3 separate regions of the Mus musculus genome follow, and regions 2 and 3 are each linked to region 1. The links are chromatin contacts, called in public promoter capture Hi-C maps. All regions are on one chromosome and are shown on one strand. Each heading gives the region's core, a stretch centred on a gene start, on an enhancer-like site or on the middle of the called end of the contact. The rest is flanking DNA. Distances are from core to core; before and after follow the strand shown. Region 1 holds the start of Prss27 (protease, serine 27). Region 2 holds the start of Paqr4 (progestin and adipoQ receptor family member IV). Region 3 overlaps Abca3 (ATP-binding cassette, sub-family A (ABC1), member 3).

Region 1 (5,008 bases), core at 1,012-3,511:
CCAAAGGCCAGTTTCATGCTCACCCTCTGACCTACTTCTCTGCAGCCTTGCCTAAGAGCATTCCTCCAGACTTTGCTAACCCGTGAGTGGCAACTGAGCTCTCTCTGCTTTGATTTGCATTCATTTAATTACTAAGGTGAACATTTCCCAGCAGGTATGTTAGCCAAATTAGCTTCCTCTTTGTTGCTTGTCTCTGTTCTTCACCCATTTCACCTTTAGGATTCAGGAGGTTTTGTTGGGTTTTCTTTGTTGTGTTTTGTTTTGTTTTCTAGTTTCTTTGAGCACCCTGAGAAACAATGGTTTTGCCACCCAGCCATATTTCCTACATTGATTTTTTTTCCCTATTGTTTACCTTTCTATTTGTAACCCATGTTTGTGCTTTTAACTTGTGGCCATAGCTCTTTTCTTCTGTGAGAGCTACTGTGACTTCCAACCTTGACAATGCTCTAGGAGACTAGCGAGACAGCTCAGCAGGAAAAGGAGCTCTCCACCAAGCTTGCCGACCTGAATTCCATCCCTGGAACCCACCTGGTGGAAGGAGGAAGTTGATCACTGCAAGTTGTCCCTTTGGCTAACCACCCTCCCCCTCACATGCACACACATCATCTCATGAATTAATTAACATAATAACATTTTTAAAAAAAGACAAAATTCTCCAGAAAGCTCCTGTCATCAGACTCCCTCAGCCCCTCTGTGGCCCTGTGTAGAAGCATCTACCCTTCTGCTGTTGCTCACCTCACTGGCAGTGTACTCCGGGTTGGGGGGGGGGTGTAGGGTTGGGGAGGGGTCCGGCTTACTGCTAGTGGGAGGGACCCACATGGTTTCTCAAGAGCCCAGCTTCCTCTGGACCCACATACTCACTTCTGCTGCTCACCTAATGTCAAGGCAGAGTTGTATGCAAAAAGTACTTGCTGTTAGAAGAGAGAGGAGTGAGAGGAAAAGATAGGAAAGGCTCCACAAGGAAGCCCTTAGCTTCTAAGGGTCAGAAAGTGCCTCAAAGGTAGGGCTAATGGATCACTGGATGTCTGTCTGATGTGTGGCCATCCGATTGCTTTGAAACACTAGTTTTTATAAAAAGAAGACTTTTTTCCTCAAATAGAAGTGTCTCCCTGCCATGCCCACACTGCAGGGGGAGCCCTTGCTTCTGTGTCTTCTGCAAAGCAGACAGGGACCACACAGGAGTGGCGACGGTCACCAGGGAGTTACACTCTGCACAGCAACCCAGGGAGACCAAGGTCCCTTGCACTTCGTGTGACCCTGAGCTACCCTGTTGGGCAATTGACCTCCCCTGGCTCACACCAACAGAGTGAGACGCTGCACCCTCTGCTCCTGCGGGAAAACTGAGGCAGGGCCAGGCCCACTGTCCAGCACTGCTCCCTGGCTTGGTAGGATCGGATGTGAGACGTTCAGGATATGGTCCTGCATCCTGACTCCTCGACTAGTAGGGAGTGGTCTTCAGAACTTCTGTCCAGCTCTGTCTGATGTCAGTCTCCGTGCCCCAAACAACTTCCTCCCAGGGACACTTCCGCTGTGGCTTCAAGTCTGGGAGCCTGACAGGCGGGCACACCCAGGGCAGGAACCGGACCTTACCGGTCACTACTAAGGCGCCTTCCCAGAACAGCTCTTGCCGCGCCTAGAAGGTGCAGTTCCAGACTGGCAGGGGCGGGGCAAAGGTTCCTATTCCCTGAGCCAATCTGCAGGTGTGTGTGTGTGTGTGTGTGTGTGTGTATGGTCCAAGAGCATCATCAGGGGCCGCAGGAGCCTGCCAAAGTCCCTCTTTCTTGGTTGCACAAGCACCTTGACCTTAGTTCTTCAAAGTCTACGCTCCCATCAGGGTATAAATCAACCTTGAATTGCAGGTGTCAGATAAAAAGTAGGTGCTCAACAAGTATTTGATGACTGACTGAATGAATGAATAAATGAATGAACGAATGAATGAACAAATGAATGAATGAATGAATGAATGAATGAATGAATGAATGACATAGAAGGTCTCTTGGATGGAGTAGACTCTGCCAAGTTATGTAGGACCTATGGTCAATTGAGGAAGGTAGTGAGTCCTCTGTGGTCAGCTGAATCCTGAAGTTACAAAGGAAGGGGTCTGGCCCCTGGAGTTCAGGGCCGGGTCATAGAGTTGGTGTTCTGGGTACCTCCTTCCTGCCAAAGAGGAGCTGGGCAGGCAGGGTTGACAGGTTGGGCGGCATAGCCGAGCTGACACTCATCTCCAGCATAAAACCTCACTTCATGGAGCCTGAACCTCTGTAGTACTAAGGAGAGCTTCTGCCACCTCTGACCAGGACTCAAACGTCCACCAAGCCAGAGAACATGAGGCAGCCCCACATCGCTGCCCTGCTGCTGCTGCCGCTGCTGCTCAGATCTGGTGAGTTGCAGTGGGGGCGGGGGCGTCCTGCTGCCATCTCTCTCTGTAAGGGCCCCTCTGTTCTGCTCTGACTTCCACCGGAGCCCCCCCCCCCAGTCCCTGGGCCTGCCTGAGCCTAAAAGGAATCTTCTCTTCTCAGTGATGGGGTTCCCAGAGAATATACTCAGTTCCCAGATATTCCACCTCAGAGACCTGACTGGGGGAGGGGTGCTGTGGGAAGGTCTGGCAGAATATGTGGTCAAGGCCTTGAGAGGACCCCAAGGCAGGAGCTTGGCTAAAGCCACACCCCCATCAGGCTCTCACTGTGTGTCATGCTCTGAGCTAGAGGCCTCTCTTCCCATTCCACAGATGATAGAGCCTCTACACCTGTAAGATTAGAACCCAGGCCTGCAGACCTCCAAGTCCCTGGGCTTATGTGAATTGTGTTTGCTCTCTGAGCCTAAGAACTTTCAGAATCTGCCTGAGGCTCAGCAGAAAGCTGGGGACAAGAGCTGCAGGCTGCAGAGGGTCCCAGCTCCTGCCTTCAGAGGGAGAAGCAGCCCCTGTCCATTTTGCACAGGGGTCAGCAAGTTCTAGCCAGGTGCTCTGCCTACCATGTTTCCTGTGGGATGGGCTCCTCTCTACCAGGGAAACTCTCCCACATTCCTGGGCCAGATGGGCTAGCTCAGCAGCCAGCATGCTTCCGTGTCCTCACCTCACCTCCCTGGGCCAGGCCAAGTTACCCCAGGCCGTGTCTCAGTCAGGGCTGGGGTTAGGAAGACATCAGTGGGTATCTCTGTGGGGATGCCCCCCACCTCCCCCAAAGTCAAGGAATGTTCTTGTCCATGACCTTTAGCAGCAAGAAAGCCCATTTCCTTTGGGTGTGACACTGCTGGCTCCTGTGGGTGGATCAATCGAGGTCACTACCAAAGCAGAAACGGCAGTCTGCCCTTGGCTCACAAACTGCTGGAACCTGAGGCTGGACCCCTGGTGACATGCTCACTTCAGCCCAGGGTGACCAGCACCCCAGGAGTCCTCTGGCTGGTCTCACCTTTTCTCAGACCTTAGCTATTCCCACCAGGGATCCAGGATGGACATAGACTGCCCTTAGGACATGGAGAGACTGAAGGACCAAGCTGCAGCAGAGACAATGAGTGACAGAAGACTGGATGGAGGGAGAATGCACAGAAGGATCTTGCAAGTTCCAGGAGGGAGGAGGGGGAGGAGGGGGGAGAAGGAGGAGGAGGAGGAGGAGGAGGAAGAGGAGAAGGAGGAGGAGGAGGTGGCTTGCAGAAGGAGGATCTGTGCCCTTGGCAATGTTGCAAGCTGGTTCTTGGGGCCTGGAGATCAGTTCCAGTTGAGTTCTAACAAGATGGGGACTGTCTTTGGTCATATTTTCATTTTACTTTATATTATTTTGAGATTTTATTTTTACTTTATATTATTTTAAGATTTTATTTTTATTTAATTTATCTCTCTGTTTCTGTATTTCTTTGTCTCTCTGTCTGTCTGTCTGTCTGTCTGTCTGTCTGTCTGTCTCTCTCTCTCTCTCTCTCTTGTGTGTGTGTGTGTGTCTGTGCCTATGTGCTTGTGTGTTTAAGTGAAGGTAGTTTACCTGTGAGACCAGAAGGGGTTGCTGGACCCCTGGGTGCTGGGAACTGAACTAGGAATCTCTCTTAACCAACAAGCCATCTCTCCCGCGCTTTATTTATTTATGTTTATTTTTTACTTGTATGAATGCTTTATCTGCACGTATGCATGCATGCTATGTACATGCAGTGCCTATGGAGGCCATTAGAGGGCATCAGATCTGCGGGAACTGGAGTTACAGATGACCGTGAGTCACAACATGGGTGCTAGGACCTGAACTCAGGTCCCCTGCCAGGGCTCTCAACCATTAAGTCACTTCATTTATCCTGAGACAGGGTCTTACAACATTGCTTCGACTGGCCAAGCACTCATTGTGTAGCTCAGTCTGGCCTTAAACTCTAGGCAATCCCCCTGCCTCAGCTTCTTGAGTGGAGAGCACTGGGTAACAGCTATGACCCACTATATACTATGCTTTGCATTGTAAAGGGCACCTTATGAACATGTGCTCACAAACCACACAAGCCAGGAGTCCAGAGCACAATCCCTACTTCCCAAGAGCATCACATGTGACCCTATCTGCTTGATAACCTGCTTTGAGAAACATCTGCTCCTGCCCTCAGCAGTAGCTACCTCTTGTTCCTCTATGTTCTGGTTTCCTTGGGTTTCTGGCACTGTGATAAAATATCATGACAAAAAAGTAACCTGGGGGATAAAGGGCTTTGTTTTAGCTCGCTATTCCAGGTGGCAATCCATCATTTCAGGGCAACAGGAACCTGAAACAGCTGGTCACATCCAGAGTCAAGAGGAAATGAATATATGTATATTCACTTGCTTATGTTTAGCTCCGTTCAGAACCAACCCACCCCCTATGACTAGGGAATGGTGCCATCCACAGTGGGTTGGGTCTTCCTACATCAATTTACTTAAGATAACCGTCCACCACCCCATAGGTGTACCCACAAGCCGACCCAATGTAGATGATCCTCTATTGAGACTGTTCCTAGGTGACTCTAGCTTACAGCATGGTGACCACCACAGCCTGTCCACAACTGAACTCTA
Region 2 (4,804 bases), core at 1,079-3,578, 300 kb before region 1:
GCAGAGAGAGGGAGGGAGAGAGGTGGGGGGAGAGGAGAGGAGAGGAGAGAAAGGGTTTAAGTCCAAATTAGCTGATCTTCCCAACCCACAGCTCCCACCAGTGGCCCCTGCCGCCACCTCTCTGGGGCCCTGGCTCACCAAGGGTGTTGACAAGGCAGACTCCACACATATCCAAGGCAAGGAGCCGGGTGTACACAGGACTGCCTCCTTGGTGGCACATGAAGAGGTGATACAGCACAGAGGCTGCAGGGGGCACCAGGCAAGCCACACAGTGTGTACCTCCTAGCCAGCCATCCTTGCCCAGCTGACTCCAGGGCATGGTCATTGGCACCAACACCAGGAAGCCCAGCAGGGCTAGCCCTAGAAGGGAGGGAGAGTTATATATCAGACACAATCAGCATAAAAGGAGAATCATATCCACAAAGGTACCAACTGGAGCCAGGAAAATAGCTTAGTCGGTAAAAGCTGTTAAGCCTGACAACCTTAACTTGATCCTGAACTCCACATGGTAGGAGAGAACCAATTCTCACAAATTGTCTTCTAACCTCCACATTCCTGGGCAGAAGTACACCTGCCCACCCACTCATACACTATGAGTATGTTTAAAAATAAAAAAACTAAAGTGGCCTGACTATGAAAAACAAACGAAAGTCAGAGCAAGGCAGAGTTCAGTGCTGCTGCCTGCCCACACAGAGCAGGTCTTGCGGGCTACAAACTTTCAGAAGGGTTACTGTCTGTCAGGATCACTGCAGATCTAGGAAGCAGAGACAATAAGCCCTACTTTGCAGGTGCAAAAACTAGCTTGGAGTAATCTGTCCCAGCTGAGCCCAGCGAGTAGGCAAAGGAGAGAGGATGATGAACCAGGGCAGACCAATTCCTGGCTAAAGCCACAGTTCCTCCCTGCCACACAGGAGGCCAGACCAGGTCTGTCTTGTCTGTCTGTCTGTCCGTCCTGCAGAAATCTGGAGAAGCATGACCTCAGCCTGAGTTCTGATTAGGACAGGAGGGACATACCAGCCTCAGGGTTACTTAACATTGTCAAATGTCCAGGCAGATGGAGGCTTTGGGTCTTTTTGTTTTCCATAAAGAAAGCCAGGAAAGGCCAGAATGAGGGGAAAGGACTGGAAGAAGCCTATCCTGTCTCCACTGGGGCGCTTTCAGCTCTGTTCTTTCCAGTGCTGGCCTTTCTTGGACATTCCTCCCTTCCCCACAACCAGTTGGCATTGCCTTAATAGAGGACAAATGCAGGCATCAGCCCCACTCTTGGTGGGGGTCTGACTAGACAATAGCGCTCTTCCTCTAGAGAAAAGCCCAAGTCTAAACCTAGCTGGCTCTAGTTCCCTCTCCCAGCTGGGGCGGCTCAAGGACAGGCCAGGGCTGTGTCAGCAGAGCTCTAGGGGCCCGCAAGAAGTGTGTTGGGGGGCGGGGTGGGGGAAAGCGGAGCCCCACGGTACTGCTATGGTCGTGGGGACTCAAGGCTATCGCGAGGAAGGGCTTGGGTCAGGCAGGGGCAGTCTTCTCTCCAATTCCTCCTAGCCAGTGAACGCCCATCTCCAGGATGAGCGCTGGAGGGGGAGGGTGCCCAAGGCGCAGGATTATCAAGGGGATACCAGGATTCTTACCCCTAGAGCTCAGCCGGATTAAGCTGGCTCTCACTCTGCTCCCCTGTCCTGCTTTGGGGCACTACTGGGAAAGCAGGAGCTGGCAACGAAGCTTGGGACAATGGCAGCTTTGTCACCGCGGCGCCTGACCCAACCAGAGCAGGGACAGTCCAGGACTTGAGCTTGGGGGGCTGCTGTGCTCACAGGCAAGGCGGCCGCGAGTGCAAGAAGCGTGAATCGGGGCGCGGCTCACCTACCGTGTGTGTAGATGTTGCCCAGCTCGTTGTGTAGGTAGAAAAGGCTGCGCAGACAGCCCGAGCCGCTGCTGGCCGGCCGGTAGCCGGTTAATACGAACTTATTGAACTGCAGGTGCGGCGGCGAGCTAGCCCAGTCCAGGAGACGAGGCCCGGTCAGGAATGCCATGGCCTCACGCACTGCGGCCGACCGGCGACCCTCTGCGCCTGGGCTTCCTTCTCAGTGGAGCTGCAGCGCTGGGAAGCTCATCCCGATTCACCTCCGGCTATCCGGTGGCCCTGCCCGGGTCAGCAAGGAGGTCCCGGCCCCCTTCCCTCACGCGCTGCGCACGCGCGAGTTCGACGCCCCCGCAAGGGAGAGAAAGCTGGCAACCCCAGGTCGGAGCTCAGTGCATTCAGCTCCACCGTAGCAGAGCGGCGGAGGGAGAGCTCCGGTTGGCCGCAACGGCAGCCAGGCGTCTCGCCGCAGCCCGGAGGACGGGCGCGGCCGGACGCCGGAGGGGACAGCAGGCTCCACCCCGGCTCCTCGCCCCCGCCACCCTGCCTGTGTTTCGCGCGCTGGATTCCTGACGTTCTTGTTGCAGGGACCAATGGGCTCTGCGGACGGAGATGCTCCGCCCCGAGACCGCCCATGCCTTCTCTTTTTAACATATGCGGTTCCAGCCTTCTTTGCGTGGAGTGGCTGTTGGCTTGCGACGCGAGTTTCTGTGTCGGGCTCCTCCACTGGAGTGGCCTAGCACCTTGGGTCTACCAACATTATCACACCCCAGCTTTCTTAATGACCTTCAGGTTGCCGCACCTTTGGGCACCTACCTCAAGCACATAACCCGGCTACCCAGCTCTAAACCCACAGTCAGACTCTGTCCAAGGTGCTGCTGGCTAAGCGCCCCACCACCACCCCCCACACCCCCCAGAAGAGTCCTGAGCAGCGCAGGCGCTTACCCACTTTGGAGGCATATTTCCATTGGCGGGGAACCCAAGCGTCTAAGATGTGTGGTGCACCTGGAACCCTTAGCGAGGCCCAGCCCTTCCGGCCAGGCTGCTTCGAGCTTGGGTTCCACCCAATTCACTCCCTTTTATCGCCCACAAAGCACACCCTTAGCCCTGCCCAGTACAGGCAAGGAACGGGCAAAGGCAGGAGACCAGGGAAGCAAGGTCGGTTCTCTTCTACTCTGGCAGGGACAAGGAAGGCGCTTCTTCCTCATAAAACTACCCAAGACCAACTTCCACATCCTCTCATAAGAAAGCTCACAGTGTGGACACCCAGCATCCCACCTGCAGCCCCCCTGCCCACACCCTTATCGACAGGTTCTTCCTCGCGCAAAGAACTTGCTAAAGCCTCTACCAAAATAGGCCTTTTATTTTAAGTCTATACTGAGTCTTTAGATCACTTTTGTTTTGTTTTTGTTTTTGTTTTGTTTTGTTTTTTGAGACAGGGTTTCTCTGTATAGCCTTGGCTGTCCTGGAACTCACTTTGTAGACCAGGCTGGCCAGAAATCCTCCTGCCTCTGCCTCCCGAGTGCTGGGACTAAAGGCATGCGCCACCACGCCCGGCTTTAGATCACTTTTGTTGGCCCCTAACCTTTCATCGAGGGCAGCAGTCCAGGACCATCCCCAAAAGAGGCGCAAAGAACCCTGAAACCAAACACCACCCATCACATCAAGGTCCATGAATTAGGGTGTTGGATTCCCTTTGTCCTTTGGCTTCAGTCATCTGGACCCCAAGGGTCAGGCCAAGTTCCCAAATAGCACTGGATGCTTCCTGTCCGATCTTCTGGTCTTCCCGAGATGATCAGAGACCGAGCTGCTTTTAAAGGGGCACAAGGTCGAGGTAGGGTGCTGCATAATATCTCGGGTGTCCATCTCGCTGGCAGAAGTGGTGATGGACTCACGTACGTCTGGGGTCAGAGAGCAGAGACGAGCGAGCGCAAGGAGCTCTGGCTGGAGGCACTCAGGGGACGGTAGCCCGCAGCAGGACCCTCAGCCTGAGAGTCCCCTGGGGGACAGGGCAGGGCCACCCCTCGGGGCCGGCGGTACCACACAGCCCAGCTTCTCCCGGGGCCCCGGGAAGGTCCCATGGCCAGAGACCCTTTTCCTGGAGCCAGCAGACAGCTCCTAGGGAGGGAGCAGACGTCAGCTGGACCCATACCCAGCCCTGCCTCTAACATCCTGCTCTGCCTGCAAACCAATTCTCCCACGGCCTCGCCCACTCAAGAACCCAGGGCCTTCCTAGCTTCGTCCCCCAGCCCAGGCTTCCCACCGGAGACCCCACACCCGAGGCACGAGGCATCAGGCGCCCAGTGCGGGCTCTGCCCTCAGGCCCTGCCCCAGCGCCCGCACCGTCGACGCAGCAAACGCAGTAGGGACAGGAGCAACAGCAGCAGCACAGAGAAGGCCGTCACGGTGGAGAAGACTCGGGCTGTGGGCACAGGGGTGTGATGAGGACAGGCCTCCGAAAAGCCACTCCTTGTTTAACTCCCACCTTGTAAATCAGCCTCACCACCTATCGAAGCCTGTGCAGCTCCGGGCTTGGGGCTGCAGCTCGCGTTAGCCCCATCGGGGTCCCCTGCGAGACTCTCAGTTGAATCCTCTGGAGATGCTCTGCCCTCCACTGTATCCTGCAGCCCTGCGGAGAGAGGTGTGAGGCGAGGTGGCCAGGAGTGCGGTTGTGTGGGCGGCGTCAGAAGGACTGGCCCCTGGCTCACCGCGGTAGGTGAGCGCGAAGCCTTGAGCATGGCCTCTTGCGTCGCTGCGGAAGGTGAGCAGCAGCGCAGCAGTGCGCAGGCGCAGCGGTCCCGGAGGCGGCGGATGGGCGCCGTCGAAGGCACGGAGTAGGTTGCCGGACGAGACGTCGCGTAGCTCCAGCCGGTCTCGAGAATCAGCCAACTCGAAGAGGCGGAAGGTGAGTTCTAGCACAGCGCCCAGTTGGCCCAATACCCAGCTGCAGTT
Region 3 (4,971 bases), core at 1,195-3,694, 320 kb after region 1:
GACATTTGATGAAAGAAAGCCACACGCCCTCCTTTTTAAATTGGCCAGTAAGTTCCGAGCTAGCTTGTGAACCCTGTGTCACCACTTCCCAGATACCTATGAAGTTTGTAAAGCTTTGGTCAGTCTCTTGTGACACATTTTATTACTTTTGTTTCTGCAGTGTGTATATGTGCCTGGGTGGGGAAATCGAAGGACAATGTCTGAGAGTCAGTTCTGTCCATCTAGCACAGGTTCCTGGGGTTTGAGCGGGTCCCCCAGGGTTGGCAGCAAGCACCTTTAAATTCCCTGCTGTCTTACCTGCTCTGTCTCTTTTTAAAAACCACATCCATGATACTTTTTTAAACGGTATCTTGAATATGGAAATGTTACACCTGGGATGCTTAAGTAAACTCCCAAGAACTGCCTGGCCACCACCCGTGCTGCAGGCCCTTCCTTAGGATGCCACGGCCATTGCCTCATGACCGGGAAAACCAGAGTGCATCCATGTATTAAATACAGCTTTTTTTCTTATTTTTAGAGAATACAAGAAAATTGCTCACTATCCCTCCACTGTGATGTACTGTCTTGTTCATTCTGCTTGGAAACAACTGGTAAGGTTCACAGATGAGGGCCAGACCCTAAAAATGTACCTTTTAGCCTCCCTTTTATTTGATTATATGTGCATCTGCACATATACTCATCTTGATTGATATATTTCATCTGCAGAGTCCATTGCATTTGACATTTTCCAATGTTTAAATCACCTCAGAAAAAAAAAAATCATGAACAAAGTCAGAAGTAGCAGCAAGCCACATATGCTTCAGAGGCTCGAATTGTACCCTGTAACTCTTTCCTGGGGCCTTATATCTGCTCGGCACAATGGGACATGATTTAATGCTACACTTCAAAGGTAGAGGCATATGGATCTAGCCTGGATCTGGAGGCTATTCTGGTGTATATAGCAAGTTCTAGGACAGCCAAGTTACATACTAGGCAGACCCTGTAATCAGCAGCAGTAGCAGCAGCGGCCTCCTCAGTCTGCTTTCATCTCTGTCTCATTGTTTGCTACTGTCAGGTACAAGTCCATGTTCAGGGTAACGGAGTGTTTCTCACAAATGTCCCTTCATTTTTCCATGATCCTCCTGTGACCCCTCAGTGATAAAGCAATTTGAGCACCATGGTCAGCCAGCCCTCTGTCTGTCTTACTTTCTGTCCTGTATACATACAGCTAATTCCTGTCTACTCCAGGATTTTATGTGGAAGCATTAGGCCATGTGGCCTTGTTGGAGGAAGTGTGTCACTGGGGGTGGGCTTTGATGGTTAAGGAGCTCAAGCCAGGCCCAGTGGCTTACTCTCTCTTCTGCTGCCTGTTGATCCAGATGTAGGACTCTTGGCTCCTTCTCCAGCACCATGTCTGCCTGTATGTCACCATGCTTCCTCCATGATGATAATGGACTAAACTTAGGCCTGTAAGCTGGCCGCAGTTAAATGCTTTCCTTTGTAAGAGTTACTATGGCCATGGTGTCTCTTCAAAGCAATGGAAACCTTGACGAAACTGTCTTGACCTAATATCCAACAATTATAAGAGAGACAAGTATTTACAGACTGTAAACTCCTTGGATTGAGAGCATTATTGCATCCATTGGTAAATCCTTACTTAGTGTGTTGTACCCATCACAGCATACATTTGGCAAATGTTCATTGAACGAATAATGCTTTGGTTTTGTATTCTAAAAAGCCACAGATTCTGTCAGCAAATATTAACTAAGTACATTCAGTGCACATTCGGTGCGTGCACACAGACCTTTGGTCCTGGCTGGCTGCTGGGAATTCTCCAGACTGATAATCAGATGTTTTCCTAAGAGCATCTTAAGTAGGGCAAAGTAGTTCCTCGTGCTGAAGGAAGGGCACCGAGAGTGGCCACCTCTGTCATACACCAATGTGAAGCACCGTGGCTGTCAGTCTCTTTGCACAACCTCACGGCCTACTCATGGCCTTATTATTCCGTCTTTTCATGGCTGTGACTTTGTGAAGGGAAGTGCACCAGTGCTGGGCACAAACCCAGGGCCTGGCACCGGCTCCCTGTCACTGTTTTTTTAGGCCCCTCAGTACCCTCAACACCAAGCTTACAAACATTTATGTGGCACCAAGAAATCAGATGACAGAGCTCAGGGAAGCTGCCATGGTGGGTAAGTGGTAGAGTTCTTGCCTGGTGTGCATGGGGCCCTGGTTTTAATCCAGGCACTGACTGGGGTTCTTCCAGCTCACTGCGAGCAGATGCACCACAGGGCTCATGGGCTGGCACAACCCTAGTCCCCAAGCTAAGAGCGACCGTGAGAAAGACCATCTTGACAGGACTCCTACAACCTGCCAACAGAGTTTTCAGAAATCAGCCCTTGCTTTATACCCATTTGATTGCCCACTTCGAATACAAGCATTGAAATACTCATTGCCTTGTGCAATATTTGATATTTTAACCAAGAACAAACAAGGCTTTGGAGCAGGGCGGTGGGGGTGGGGGGACTGCCTTCTCTTTCTGAATGTTTCCTCAGGAGCTAGCTGAGCCCTCTTCAGTTGGACATTCTCAGAGGATTCTTGTAGGGGGTGGGGAGCTAAAGTGACCCAGTGAGTCTTGCTGCTTGCCTTAGAGTCTCTGGCTCTTGTCCTCTCCCTGAGGCCAGCCTCAGATCTCAGCCACTGCCACTTCTGAGGACTCTCTGTTAAGGAGCTTTAACTTCCTTCCCTTGCATACATTGACTTTCGTAACCAGGAAGTGTTCCAGATTTTGTAATTCTAGGATCTCTTTTAGATGCCTTTGCTCAAACAGAACATGCACAAGTGCAAATATGCCTTCACTGAGACTTCAGATAAGGCTTAACGAGGACAAAGCAGTAAGCAGGGTGTTGGGGGGAAATGGGAGCAAATTAAAGCAGTGAAGAGGAGGTGGGACTGACTCTAGGGTCACATTCCAGAAGCGATACAGAAAACCGCTAGGAGGATGTTCACTGAGTCTAGAATATGGAAGATACATATTTTCTACTTTATCTATAAATGTATAATGTATCTATAATATATGTCCTATATATAAAAGATAGAGGCTTAGACAGGCTGAGGTTCAAGCATTGACACTGCTTGCTTTGCAGTTTGCTCTTGGTCAGTACTTTCCTTTGTTCTCCATCTGTCAAGGATGATAATACTCGGAGCCAGAGCCAGATTAGTAGCCATGAGCATACAATGCCAGGCACCACTGTCTCTATGCACCCTGTAGCTCTGCACCTCTCCGGTGTCAGAGCTGTTCTCTTTTAGTGGGATTCTTTACTGAGTGTCGCTGGGGGCCTTGAACCAGGCTCTTGTGAATGTTAGGCATGTGCCCTACTGCTGATCTACACTCCCTGGTCCCTAAGAAACAAAGTCGGAACTCATGTGGCTCTCTTGGTTTCTAACTTGGAAAGAGGTGTTTAATGGTTATTTTTCAAATTATGCTGAAGCACCCTTCATCTACCAAAGGTGCCAGCACATCATGCCCGTGAGCCCCAGGTCCCTCCAGATGTCCCTGGAGATCTCAGCGTTCCTGCTCCCTAGGGCTGTTGCTTCTGTCCAGGGGACCACTGGCTCCACCCCAGGGTCATCTGTGTAGAACTGCTGACGCCAGGCGACTTCACCCGTAGCCTTGCAGTGACACCTTCAGCCAACCTTTCCTGGAACTAAGGTCAGTTTCTGGTGCTGCCTCTGCAGTCTGCCTAGTGGGCGGTGAACTGGATGTCTTTTGCCGCTCTGGGCTTGAAAGGAATGGGAATAAGCAAGAGAGTGTTTATAATCTGGGACGATAACCAAAAAAGGGAACTGTCTGTGTCTTTAACCAGGATATTTTTATTTCCTTTTTGAGACAGGGTTTCGTGTAGCTCAGGTTGGCCTTGAACTGTGTGGTGGAGGAGGACGACCTTGAACTCTCCTTCATCCTGCCTGCTAGGTGCTAAGATTACAGGCATTTGCCACCATGCCCGGTGTATACAGTATATTCAATTGAGCCCAGAGTGTCCTGCTTCCCACTCTGCCAACTGAGCTATACCTGACCCCGAAAGCCTTTTGAACTGTGACCTTTTTTTATCCCTTTCTGGTGGAGGGAGAAAGTTCATCTCAGTCAAATGAGCCACTGGCGGCCTGGGTTGGCATAAACTGGAGCCTCCTGATCCCTTGTAGCTGAGATGTTTATGGAAACCTTTCTTTCATAAACACACATCTGCGATAATGATAATGGCTTAGTGGGTAAAGGCACTGCAGGTGACCTGATGACCTGAGTCTGACCTCTGGAACCCACATAGATGGGAAGAACTGACCCCCTAAGTTGTCTTCTGACCCACATCTACAAACAGTACGCACATAGAATAAATAACTCAAAATGTCATAACATTAAAAATTTAAAATAACCACAGGTCTTACCAAATCATTAAATCATTGCTCTTTATCAATCGTCTACCATTGTCTTGAAGACTTTATTGATAGGAGGTTTATTGGTGTGCTGTGGGTTTTGGTGGTTGTGGGTCTTTATTGTCTTTGTTGTTTTTGTTGTTGTTTTTTTTCCAGACAAGATCTCACTATGTGGCCCTGACTGGCCCAAAATTCATGGTGATCTACCTGCCTCTGTCTCCACCTCTCAAGTGCTGAAATTAAAGGCACACCCCACTGCTCCTGGCCAGGTGGAGTTTTTGTTTTTGTTTTTTGGTGTTTTTTTTTTTTTAAATATTTTTTATTACGTATTTTCCTCAATTACATTTCCAATGCTATCCCAAAAGTCCCCCCTACCCTTCCCCCCACTCCCCTAGCCACCCACTCCCACTTTTTGGCCCTGGCGTTCCCTTGTACTGGGGCATATAACGTTTACGTGTCCAATGGGGCTCTCTTTCCAGTGATGGCCCACTAGGCCATCTTTTGATACATATGCAGCTAGAGTCAAGAGCTCCGGGGTACTGGTTAGTTCATAATGTTGTTGCA

What was found. Promoter capture Hi-C pulls out the DNA fragments that hold promoters and counts their contacts.
Region 2: a contact with region 1 is called in a promoter capture Hi-C map of embryonic stem cells. The contact joins the promoter of Paqr4 here to the promoter of Prss27 in region 1. A contact is called at or near these places in 4 of 39 promoter capture datasets (cranial neural crest, embryonic stem cells, liver and 1 more), 2 of 115 datasets of contacts at active chromatin or transcription factors (embryonic stem cells and pancreatic cancer cells) and 1 of 9 other capture datasets (adipose tissue).
Region 3: a promoter capture Hi-C map of embryonic stem cells shows a contact between it and region 1, with 3 times the contacts expected there. The contact joins the enhancer-like site here to the promoter of Prss27 in region 1. A contact is called at or near these places in 4 of 39 promoter capture datasets (the C10 cell line, cranial neural crest, embryonic stem cells and 1 more), 2 of 484 Hi-C or Micro-C datasets (both in embryonic stem cells) and 1 of 115 datasets of contacts at active chromatin or transcription factors (pancreatic cancer cells).

What each region holds. Positions count from the first base shown.
Region 1 is chr17:24,035,982-24,040,989 of GRCm38.p6, forward strand. Prss27 (protease, serine 27) reads left to right here and starts at 2,262. Exons shown (of 6, transcript NM_175440.4): 1 at 2,262-2,380. The coding sequence starts at 2,326.
Region 2 is chr17:23,738,002-23,742,805 of GRCm38.p6, forward strand. It overlaps Paqr4 (progestin and adipoQ receptor family member IV), which reads right to left and starts at 2,329. Exons shown (of 3, transcript NM_023824.3): 1 at 1,859-2,329; 2 at 139-360. The coding sequence starts at 2,024. Kremen2 (kringle containing transmembrane protein 2) reads right to left here. Exons shown (of 10, transcript NM_028416.2): 7 at 4,561-4,804; 8 at 4,356-4,481; 9 at 4,196-4,274; 10 at 3,198-3,970. The coding sequence ends at 3,760.
Region 3 is chr17:24,357,402-24,362,372 of GRCm38.p6, forward strand. Abca3 (ATP-binding cassette, sub-family A (ABC1), member 3) reads left to right here. Exons shown (of 33, transcript NM_013855.3): 2 at 518-590; 3 at 3,487-3,688. Among named protein-coding and RNA genes, the nearest start is that of Gm25618, 2.7 kb to the right of the region's middle. Within about 2 kb of position 2,445, at least 13 of the 459 cell types and tissues checked have an H3K27ac peak or open chromatin away from gene starts, as enhancers often do.